Regions from separate parts of the Anas platyrhynchos genome. Here region 1 is linked to region 2. The links are chromatin contacts, called in public Hi-C maps. All regions are on one chromosome and are shown on one strand. Each heading gives the region's core, a stretch centred on a gene start, on an enhancer-like site or on the middle of the called end of the contact. The rest is flanking DNA. Distances are from core to core; before and after follow the strand shown. Region 1 has its middle 120 kb from the start of CBX3. Region 2 holds the start of HOXA9 (homeobox A9).

Region 1 (5,032 bases), core at 2,504-5,003, 610 kb before region 2:
TGCCAGCAAAAAGCATCCGGCAAATTTGCCTTTTGCTGCTGTTTGGGGCCCAACAACTCCAACCCATGACCGCTGCTGAAGAGAATTCAAATAAACATCAAGATGGACAAAGTGGGCTGGTTGGAAAGCTCACCTGCAAATCCACAGAAAATAATACAGTCCAGTGTGTGTGCAGGTCTAGTCTGCCTGGTTTGTGCTAAGAGCTCTCTCTCCAATTAAAAGCAGATATTTCCCTCATTTGTTAGACCCCACAATCGCTTCCACTTCTAGATGACAGTGAGTCAGCCCTCTGCTTTCCTAGCATTGCCCTGCTGCTTTCTGCAAGGGAACTGATATGGATGTCTCCCCAGGCTGTCTATATTCATTTCAGAAACGTGTCTGGGTATTTCTCATGTTGCAGAAATGTTTCCAAAAGGCTTCGTTCCCTTTGTTCAGGCTGCAAGAACCGGGACACGGGAGTGGAAACGGGAACCCACGGCCACGCGAACCCACTTGCCGCAAACCCCCGTTTCCAGCAGCTCGCTTTCCCTTCGCATGGACCAAACCCTGCCCTCCAGCACCCAGAAGTTAGGGGCAAAGCCGGCAGCCCTCTGTTTTTTCGGAGGGGCCGCAGGAGCCGGGCCGGGTCCCGCGGTGTCTGCTGCCCTCCGGCGGCTGCGCCCGGAGCCGTGCGTGCGGCTCGGGGCGAGGCGCACCCGTGGGCACGGCCCCAAAAACACCCCCCGGCACCCATCCCTGCCTCGGTGCAGCCCCAAGACCTCCCCCAGGGGTCTTCGTAGCAATGGGGGCAGCGTTTAGTGACAGTACGTGAAGTTTTCTACCCGGGAACCCAGCGATAACGCCAAATATCTGGCACGCACCAAGCCCAACGTGGGGGAAATAACCTGGGTAATATCTACAGCCATAACCCAAAAATATGTGGGTGGTGGGGGCTGGTTTCGTTTCTTTCAAACCCTACATTTTCTTTTGGTTTGTTGTTGTTTGCTTGGCGTGCCCTTTGTTGGATTTGCAGACGTGATGCTGCGGAAAGGGTGCCAAACTGTGCTTTGTCCTGCTCTGTCCATCGCCCCCAGCGCGGATCTGGCCATTTTCCGTCACTCTTGCAGCCTCTTAACTTCACAGAGAGGTGGAAGTCAAGGAGTGCAAGGGGATTTCAGGGTTTCACCCTTGCAGGAGAACAGAAACAAACAAACTGTGGAGTACAAGTCTGCTAGAGTCACAGTTCCTGGACTCCGTATGAAAATAAAACAGACCAGAAAAGTGCAGGCTCAGCAGTCAATAATGTTAGGGTGGAAAGTGCTCCGACTGAAACAAAAAGAAATAGCGGTCTGAGAACGGGCCAGAAATTAGGTGGGATTCTGGAGAAGGGCTGGGAGAACCAGGCACAGGATTAGGGAGAGGAAAGGAGAAAATGGGGGGGACAGGGTTTGGTGGTGACCACGAGGAGCTCGTCAGGAAGCACATGGGTCTCGCTGCAGGACCAGCTCGGCTCCCCTGCAGTCCCTGGGAATGAGCCGTGCACCAGGAAAACAGAGGGGGAACTGATTTTGCATGGGGTCGGTTATTTCCGATGGTTTGGGGACAGGAGAAGGGAGTCTTTCCAAGCCCTCAGGTAATCAGACTCGTGCGGCGAAGCGTGGTGTTTGTTTCTGCCTGTTACCACAGCAGATATCTCCCTCGGCTGCGGAGCCGTCGCTTCCCCCGATCCCTCCCCGACTCAAGGCCCCTTTCACATCGCAGCAAGCTATGCAGTCATTTCTTGAGGGAGTGAATTCCAGCGAGCTGCTCTCTAGGGAACCTGCCTTATTTAGAGAGAAACCACAAGCCAGGGAGATCTGGGAGGGGAGAGAGGGGAAAAAGAGATCAGGCTTGTTTAGAAGCAGCAGCTAAACAGCTGGGAGATCTTTCAGTTGGTTTATATTTCTAACTCTGTTTGGGTCTTGCTTTACAACCTCCAATGAAAACAAATCGGGATTGTTTCCTCCTTCTTGGAATGTCTGTTTAGGGTTTTAAAGGGGGGGAACTCCACATGGGTTCTCGGGAATCGTTGCTTTCCCAAAGCCCGCAGCCTCTTTATCCCCCGGCTAACCCCTCCGGCACACACTCACACACGCAGCCCCCCTCTCTTCCATCCAGGCACACGAAACAAATAAAGACGTGCATGAAATTCCTCTGTTGCTTGTTGCAAAAGTGGCGTTTCACCCTTCTCCGAGGAAGGAAAAAAAAATTTTCATGTGTGGGATCACTGTGGGATAAACTATCATTGATGGTTGCATAAATCGCATGGACTTTGACTTTTTTTTCCCGAGTCACAAAAACAGAATATCAAAAAAAAATAAAATAAATCATTTTTTTGCTACATGCAAAAGTCACGTTTATTCTTTCATGGGATTATTTCTGACTGCTGAGCGCTGAATTCAGGCCGTTTTCCATTTCCAGGAGCACAGACACGGTTGCAACCCAGCACAGTGGAGCCCCAAAACGCACACACGGACACTTCTTGCCATCCGTGCACTATTTACACACCAGGCTGGGGCGTAACTGCTGCTTAGGCTGCTTTGAAGTTGTTTCAATCGCAAACTACGTGCCCTGAAACTTTGGAAAATGAAAGCAGGGACTGCAGCTGTCCCAAAAAAGAACAGAAAAGCGTGCAGACCCCGTGAAAGAGAGAGAAGAAGAGGGGAAGGGCTCGGCGGAGGGGCGGCTGGATGCGCTCAGGGAATGGGGCTCCGGATGAGGAGGAGGAGGAGATAGGCAGCAGCTCAAGCGTGCCCATCGCTGGGGGATTTATTTTTTATTTGTAAAATTAAACACAAAATTACACGCTTAAGATGCATATACACGAGTGTGCATGGGTACACGTGTATAGGTGTGTTCTCCCTCACAGCACAGGCACCCGGGCTCAGGGAGCCTGCTCAGACCCCGGAGCGCTGCAAGAGCCCCAGACCCGAGCGGGCACCCCAAAAAAAGCCCCCTAAAGCCCCCTAAAGACACAGCCCCAAGGGCAGCGCCCCCCGGAGCTCTTCACCCTTTCGGGGAAGAACCACGGCGCCGTTCTCCTTCCCCCCGAACCCTTTAACAAAACGCCGCTTCCCCTGGCGGGGGCTGGCAGGGGTACCCCCCCGCTGCTCCGTTTTCCCGTTTATTTCCCCCAAAACGGCGCTGCCGGCGCCGGGCGACCCCAAGCGCTACCGCCGGCCCCGCTCCGCTGCAGCGCCCGGAATGGCCACGAGGTGGCGCTCGCCGCCGCCGCCGCTCCCCTCCGCGGCACCTCCCCCTTCATTTGCATACGCGCCGCGGATTGGCCGGCGCGCCTTCCGCGTCACTCCTGACGGTCAGAGGCTCGCCGGCCAATAGCTCACCGGGCGCCGCGCCATTGGCTGGCGCGGGGCTGTCAATCAGGGCTCATTTGCATACCGGGCGCGCCGCCCCGGGGCCGGCGTGGGAGCGGGGCCGGGCGCGTTCCCACGGTGCGGGGCCGCGCAGCGCGTGCCCGCAGCCGGGACAGCCCCGCGGTCACCCGCACCCGGGCCCCCCCCCGCCTGTGCGGGGCTCCCCGGCAGAGCCCGAGCGGCAGAGCCCGGGCGGGAGCAGTGCAGGCAGAGACCCGGCAGGGACGGGCTGCGGGGCCCGCCTGCAGCCGCTCCGTGCCGGGGGGGAGCCCCCCGGTCACCCTCCCGGGCCGGGGTGGGGGCAGCACCCGCAGCACGGGACCGCCGGGCCCGCGGCCGCCCCCTCGCTGCCGCCGCCGCGCCCGCGCCGGCACCGCCCGGCCCGTTACGTCACGGGCGGCGCGAACCAATCAGCGCGCGGGACGGGGGCAGTGCGCGGCAGTGATTTAGGAGTGGCCGGCACTGATTGACGGCGGGGCCCGGGCGGGGGGGGGGCGCTCCCGGGGCGTCCCAATGTCCCCCCCCCCTGCACCGCCCCGATGGGCAGCAGCAGCACCGGGAGGCGCCCGATGGGTGCTGCTTGGGCAGCTCCAGCCCCCCCGGAGGTGACTCCGGAGTAGCTGGCTTTGTCGGAGGGGTCGTGTTTAAAAACACCAAAAAAAATAAAAATTCAAACTCAAATAATTAAAAACAAAACAAAACACCACCAGATCCGTCTCAGCCTCCCGCCTGTCACCGCCGTTAATTTATTGCAGAAATCGGAACAGAAGCAGCCTGATGGCGTCACACGGGTGGGGTCGTTTCGTCACGGGGTGATTTGAGGAGGGGAACCCGGGGTGGGGGGGGGGGGGACCGGGACCGCGGCTCCCGCCGGGTGTTGGATTGCGGCGGCGGCGAGGCGATGCTTTGATTGCCCGAGAGGTGTCTGTTTTTCCTTTCTTTTGCAACTCGAGTAAACACGAGAGGGCGTTTCGAGCCTTTGATCCGCGCTCCGTACTGTAAGGAAAACAAGCCGTGAACTTCAAACGGGACGGAGGCATTCTGGGGTTAATTTCGCTTCCTAAATGGCTGGACGCGGCAATAAATCACGAGCTCCCTCCCCTCCAGGAAAGCGCTAATCAGAGGAAATATGTACCACAAGCGCCCTTCACCAGCGGCAGCCTCAGACACGGCGGAGGCTGTAATCTGACGGATCAAAATCCGTGCGCACGATATTAGAGATCCGCAGGTTTCATAAATCTTCGCAGGCGACGGCTCCGCGGGGCCGGGGAGCGGGAGGGGGCGGGGGGGGGGAGTGCCCGGCAGTAATGTGGGCACCGTGAAAATTCACTTCCTCGCCAGCGCCGCATTAAGTAAACCCAACACCGAAATGTTGTCTGGCAATCTGTCTTGAAAAGGTTACAGTGTGTTAAAGATTTGGAAAGCTCCATAAAGCAGTAAAGATTATGAAGTACAGCTTAAGGTTTATCAAATGACTTCCCGTGCCGGGCCAACCTTTAAACCGAAGGCAAAACCTGAAGCCTGTGATCTTTGCAGCCTTAGCCCATAAATGTGTTGGAGGAGGGATTCTGTTTTCTGCTGCTTTATGGTATCGCTTCTGCAACACGTAATTTAAACCTACTTTTCAGGAGCCGGTATCT
Region 2 (4,585 bases), core at 384-2,883:
CTCAAACGGCCAGCCCGGGGAGTGCCCAGCCAGAGCAGCGTGTCGTCGAAATTGTTTCTCTTTTTAATTTTCGACCTTCTCCCGTGTCATCACTGGCAAGATGCAAGGAGCTGGCGAGCCAGTCTGCGGCCGGCACAATTAAAGCCTGGGCTGCTTCAGAGCTTTATTTGCATAGCGTTGTTAGCAGTAGCAATTCCGAGGTGCCCTGCTACCGCTCCCGCAGCTCTGGGATCACCCGGCCCAGCATTTTCCACCGAGGAGACGGAGGGGGGGGGGAGGAAGGCACCGAGTCAACGGCGAGGTTTCTGCTGCCAGCCCCGCGATAATCCTTCCCCCCCCCGCCCCCCAGGTCACAAAAAGATCAGATTCACATCCAATGCTTCCCAGGCACCCTCTTCCCGTCCCTTGCTCACGCCCGTGAGCTCGGCGCAGCAGGAGGATGCGAGCCCGTCCCGCGGAGTTTGCTCGGGTGCTGGGCTGGGGATGAGGGGGGGCTTTATTTTTTTTTTTTCCCTTTTAAGTTGCAGGGTGGGGTTTTTGTTCCCCTTGCAGATTGGGAAGCTGGAGCCGTCCTGGATGCCAGCAGAGCCCACGAAAGGCAGCGCTGCCTTTCTCGGGTGGCTCCCAGCTGCAGCAGCCGGTGCTCGGCACGTCATTAGCCCCGGCACCTCGACACCTCCCCGCGGCCGGCGCGGCGCCCTGAATGAAGTCCATTGCCCTTCGCGGTGCCACTTACTTGGATCGATCTGGGGTTTCTCTCCGTTTGCCTCACTTTCTCCATTGCTTTCAGAGAATGCGCCTTCGTGGCTTTGCTTATCCCTATCAACTGGAGGAGAACCACAAGCATAATCAGACAGAGACAAAGTGTGAGTGTCAAACGTGGTACAGTCACCCCTTCTGGCCGCCAGCGGTTCAGGTTTAATGCCGTAATGCCTGCTGGTAGGTAACCCGGGGAAGGACAAGGAGCCCGGCACAGGCTCAAGCCACGAACGCATGTACCTGCCGTCGGGCGGTGCCACGGGCGCCTGGTGGTGCGCGTAGGGGTGGTAGACGGCGGGGACGCCGCTGGCGCCGCCGGGGTGCGCGGGGCTCCAGGGGGGGCCGAAGACGGGCGCCTTGGGCTGGAAGCTGCAGGGGGCCAGCTCGGGGTGCTCGCCCAGCGCCGCCGGCCTCGGAGGAGGAGGAGGAGGAGGAGGAGGCGGCGGCGGCCCCAGCGGCGGGGGGGCGTAGCGGGGCGCCGCCAGCTCGTCCCCCTCCGGCACCAGGAAGGAGTCCACGTAGTAGTTGCTGAGGGTCCCGGGGGCCGACATGGCGCGGCTCGGCGCGGCGGGGGCGCCGGACCCGCCGCAATTCGGGGCTGCGGGGCTTCCCCGCACCAACTCGGTGCCGGCGGAGAAGTAGAGTCAGTAATAAGTTGGGGGCAGCCCCGGCGCCCATTGGCTGCCCCGGTCACGTGGCGGGGGGGAGCAGAACAATAAAGTATAAATCAGTCCGCGGGCTATTAACGGGGCAGTGTTCTCCAGCCATCATTTTTATAGCGAGGCCATATGTTTTTATGCAAAGGGATACGCGAGTTATACGGCGGAGTTTGTTTTAATTGCGGCCAACTGAGATTAAAAGATCAGATTCCGCCTCACGGCCTCTCCCCCTTTTTCTTTCCCTCCTCCCTCCCCCCCCCCCTTTTATTTTATTTTTTTTTTTTCGTTTAAGCGGACTATTTTATATCACAATTAATCATCCCATCAGTGGGTCGTGTTCCCTGCGAAAAAAAAATAAAAATCACAAAACAAAACCCCTCCCGATCGGAGACCTTCACATAAAATTATACAATAATTGAAGCAATAAAAAAAAGGAAAATAGCAGTTGCGGTATACTGTATTTAAATATATATTTATTATATTTCATAAGGAGTTATTGTTTCGGGAGCCACGGGGTTGTTATTAAGTCAGTAACTATGAGCGCGCTCATTTGCATCGCTGTGTTTCACAGCAGTAAAAATTTACGAGTGCTCGGAAAGGTTAAATTATACCATTGTGTTTAGTTTGGGAGCTCACTGTAAATAATCCCGTTCCGTTCAGTCCCGGGCTAAGCAGAGAAAAGTCAAATTCAACGCATCCCCTTGCCGAGGCCGGAGGAGGACCGGGGCGGCCGGCTGTGGGCTCGCCCCCTCGCCGGGCTCACCGAGGGCAGCAGTGACCGAACCCACTCCTCATCCTCATCACCGAAGCCCCCTCCTCATCCTCAAGACCGAAACACCCTCCTCGTCCTCCCCGTCCTGCCCTTGGACCCCCTCGGGGAGAGGGGCCGCGGGGCTGGCCGGGCTTTCTCGCCACGATTAATCCTTCAATATGCAGCGAAGCAGCGGGGGGAAAGGGGAGAAAAAGCCCTGTCTTCCCCGCTGCCGAAAGGCACCCTGCTTGCCGGGGCGGCTATAAAAGGGGCGCTTGCATTCGCTCGCACCGCATTCTGCCGACCCCAAAATATTTATGTGCGAATATAGTTATTTATTTGCTGCAGGGCACACGCGAGCAGCACCAGCCCCTAGGCACCGGGCTGCGGTCCCCCCGCGGAAGGAGGGGAGGGCGAGCGGGGGGAAAGTAAAGCCGCGGCCAGATCCAAGTCCAGTGTTAGGAATTAAAGCAGGGGCTGAGCTGCTCGCAAACGTGCCCGCGGGTCCGGGCTTCTCTCCGGCGGCCACGCAGCCCGCTTCTCCCCGGGGCTGGCCAAGAAGCCTGCGAGATCCAGCTGGGGGGCACGAGAAAAATCTCCTCTCGATTTAGTCGAAATATATTTATTAGAGCCTCGCGAATCGCAGGGAAGGCTGAGGCAATAATTAAAATCACGTGTAAATATTGTGCGTGCAAAAGTGTGGTTCTAATTAGTTTTACATCGCTATGTGGGCTGCCTCTTCCCCTCTCCCTCTCCCTCTCTCCCCTCTCTCTTTCTCGCTTTTTCTTTTCATGTCTTCCCAACGGTTTAATCAGAAATCTTACGGAGATCCTATTTTAACAACGCCCTCTCTCCATTCAGGATTACAAAGGCCCATAATGAAACTATTATCCCATATTAGAGTTAGAAAATTACAGAACAGTTACAAGATCTCCGCAAACAGGGAGCCCGTTATTTTCTAACCATTTAAAAAATGCAAATAAAGATCGCCTCTGTTATTTTTTGTGGCCATTGTATAGACACGCCGTAATAGAAAAAAATAATTGTATTTCTTTCCTGGAAAGACGGAACTCGACGTCATTTGTATTTATTAGTACGGAGTCAGCTGTGGTGAAATGTGATTGTAGAACTTCCTTTTTCCATTCAGAAAAAAATAATCTTAGCTGCAGGAGTCCTGGATGTTTATATTCGAATTTGGGTTCTCAACTTGCAGCGGGTTTCATTTTTTTGGTTCCTCACCAAAACTAATAGCAAATGAATAACAATAACAATAACGTCTTAAAGAACGCGCCTGTATTTTTATTTCCCTGTAAAATTCTGAATTTGTTCACTGCCAGCAGCCAAGCGGCGGGAGAGGGAGTACAGAAAGCAAGAGTTAAAAGACGGCAAATAATTACAGACATTTTTCACGCGGTCATGTTGCAGATAATAACACTGGAGCATTCGCCTCCTTTTTCATTCTTTTAGACCCAGTTTTCCCCAAAGTACATTTTGCATACGAGCCACCACAGCTCGTGGGGGGTACCACGGGCTTCGTACCCTTTGCGTTGCGAATTATTTCGGCATTTTGGCCACTTTGCACGCTTGGGCGCAGCACACCCCAAGCAGCCCAGAAATCGCCCTTCCCATCAAATCGCAATACCAAATCGCACTTTCCAGGAACGAAGCCCTGCTGTACCTCTCGCGGCTGAACCCAAACGCTCCCTGAGCTCCATCCCGGCGTGATCAAACTAGTGGAGCTCCCACGCCGTTAGCAGTGAGCCCCAGCTCCGAGAGGAAGGAGGACCCCGGGATTTTTAGGCTGGGGGCATCGGTGCGCACAGCTCCAGCAGCAGCGCACCGCGGAGCCCCGGCGCAGGATTGCGCGGCCGTTTGCGATCTCCGCTGAACGGGAAGTTCAGGATCGCCTTTTCCTGCCGGTGCTACCAGCGCGCAGAGGTATTTTGGCACGGCGGGCAGAAAAAATGATTCAGAGTTTGGGGGAAGCGGTCCAAAAAATCAGAGTGATGCGATTCAAGTGGACAGAGGCGAACCTGTGTGTAAAGGCTGGAGAGGCACGCACGCACACACATGTGCCCTGTAAATACACCCGCGTATGTACACAGAGCCAAGACAGACGCGCAGTGTGTATAGAGGCAGACACAAACACTTATATTGGACTGCAGCGTAGACATCTGCTGCTGACCCAGCCGAGGCGTCTCCTGCGAAGATCCAGCTAGGGTAGGTCTGGCTAAAATCCGCTCTCTAACTACTCCGAGTGCCTGCAGCCCAGTTCGGACTTTCGAAAAAGTTTTTTTTTTTTTTTTTCCAACAGCAAAAATAATCAAAGTTATTAGTTAAAAAAGAAAGAAAAAAAAAAAAAAAAAGACAACAAGACCCAGACGCGTGACTTTTTCTGCCCTTTCCTGCATCAGCC

What was found. Hi-C and Micro-C count contacts between places; a contact is called where the count stands out from the background.
Region 1: a Hi-C map of subcutaneous adipose tissue shows a contact between it and region 2, with 5 times the contacts expected there. The contact joins the enhancer-like site here to the promoter of HOXA9 in region 2. A contact is called at or near these places in 4 of 8 Hi-C or Micro-C datasets (liver, skeletal muscle and subcutaneous adipose tissue).

What each region holds. Positions count from the first base shown.
Region 1 is chr2:125,065,017-125,070,048 of IASCAAS_PekinDuck_T2T, reverse strand. No RefSeq gene overlaps it. Among named protein-coding and RNA genes, the nearest start is that of CBX3, 120 kb to the right of the region's middle. Within about 2 kb of position 3,753, at least 8 of the 8 cell types and tissues checked have an H3K27ac peak or open chromatin away from gene starts, as enhancers often do. A contact at or near this core is called in subcutaneous adipose tissue, where this site is marked.
Region 2 is chr2:124,457,500-124,462,084 of IASCAAS_PekinDuck_T2T, reverse strand. It overlaps HOXA9 (homeobox A9), which reads right to left and starts at 1,633. Exons shown (of 2, transcript XM_027450974.3): 1 at 737-1,633. The coding sequence starts at 1,310.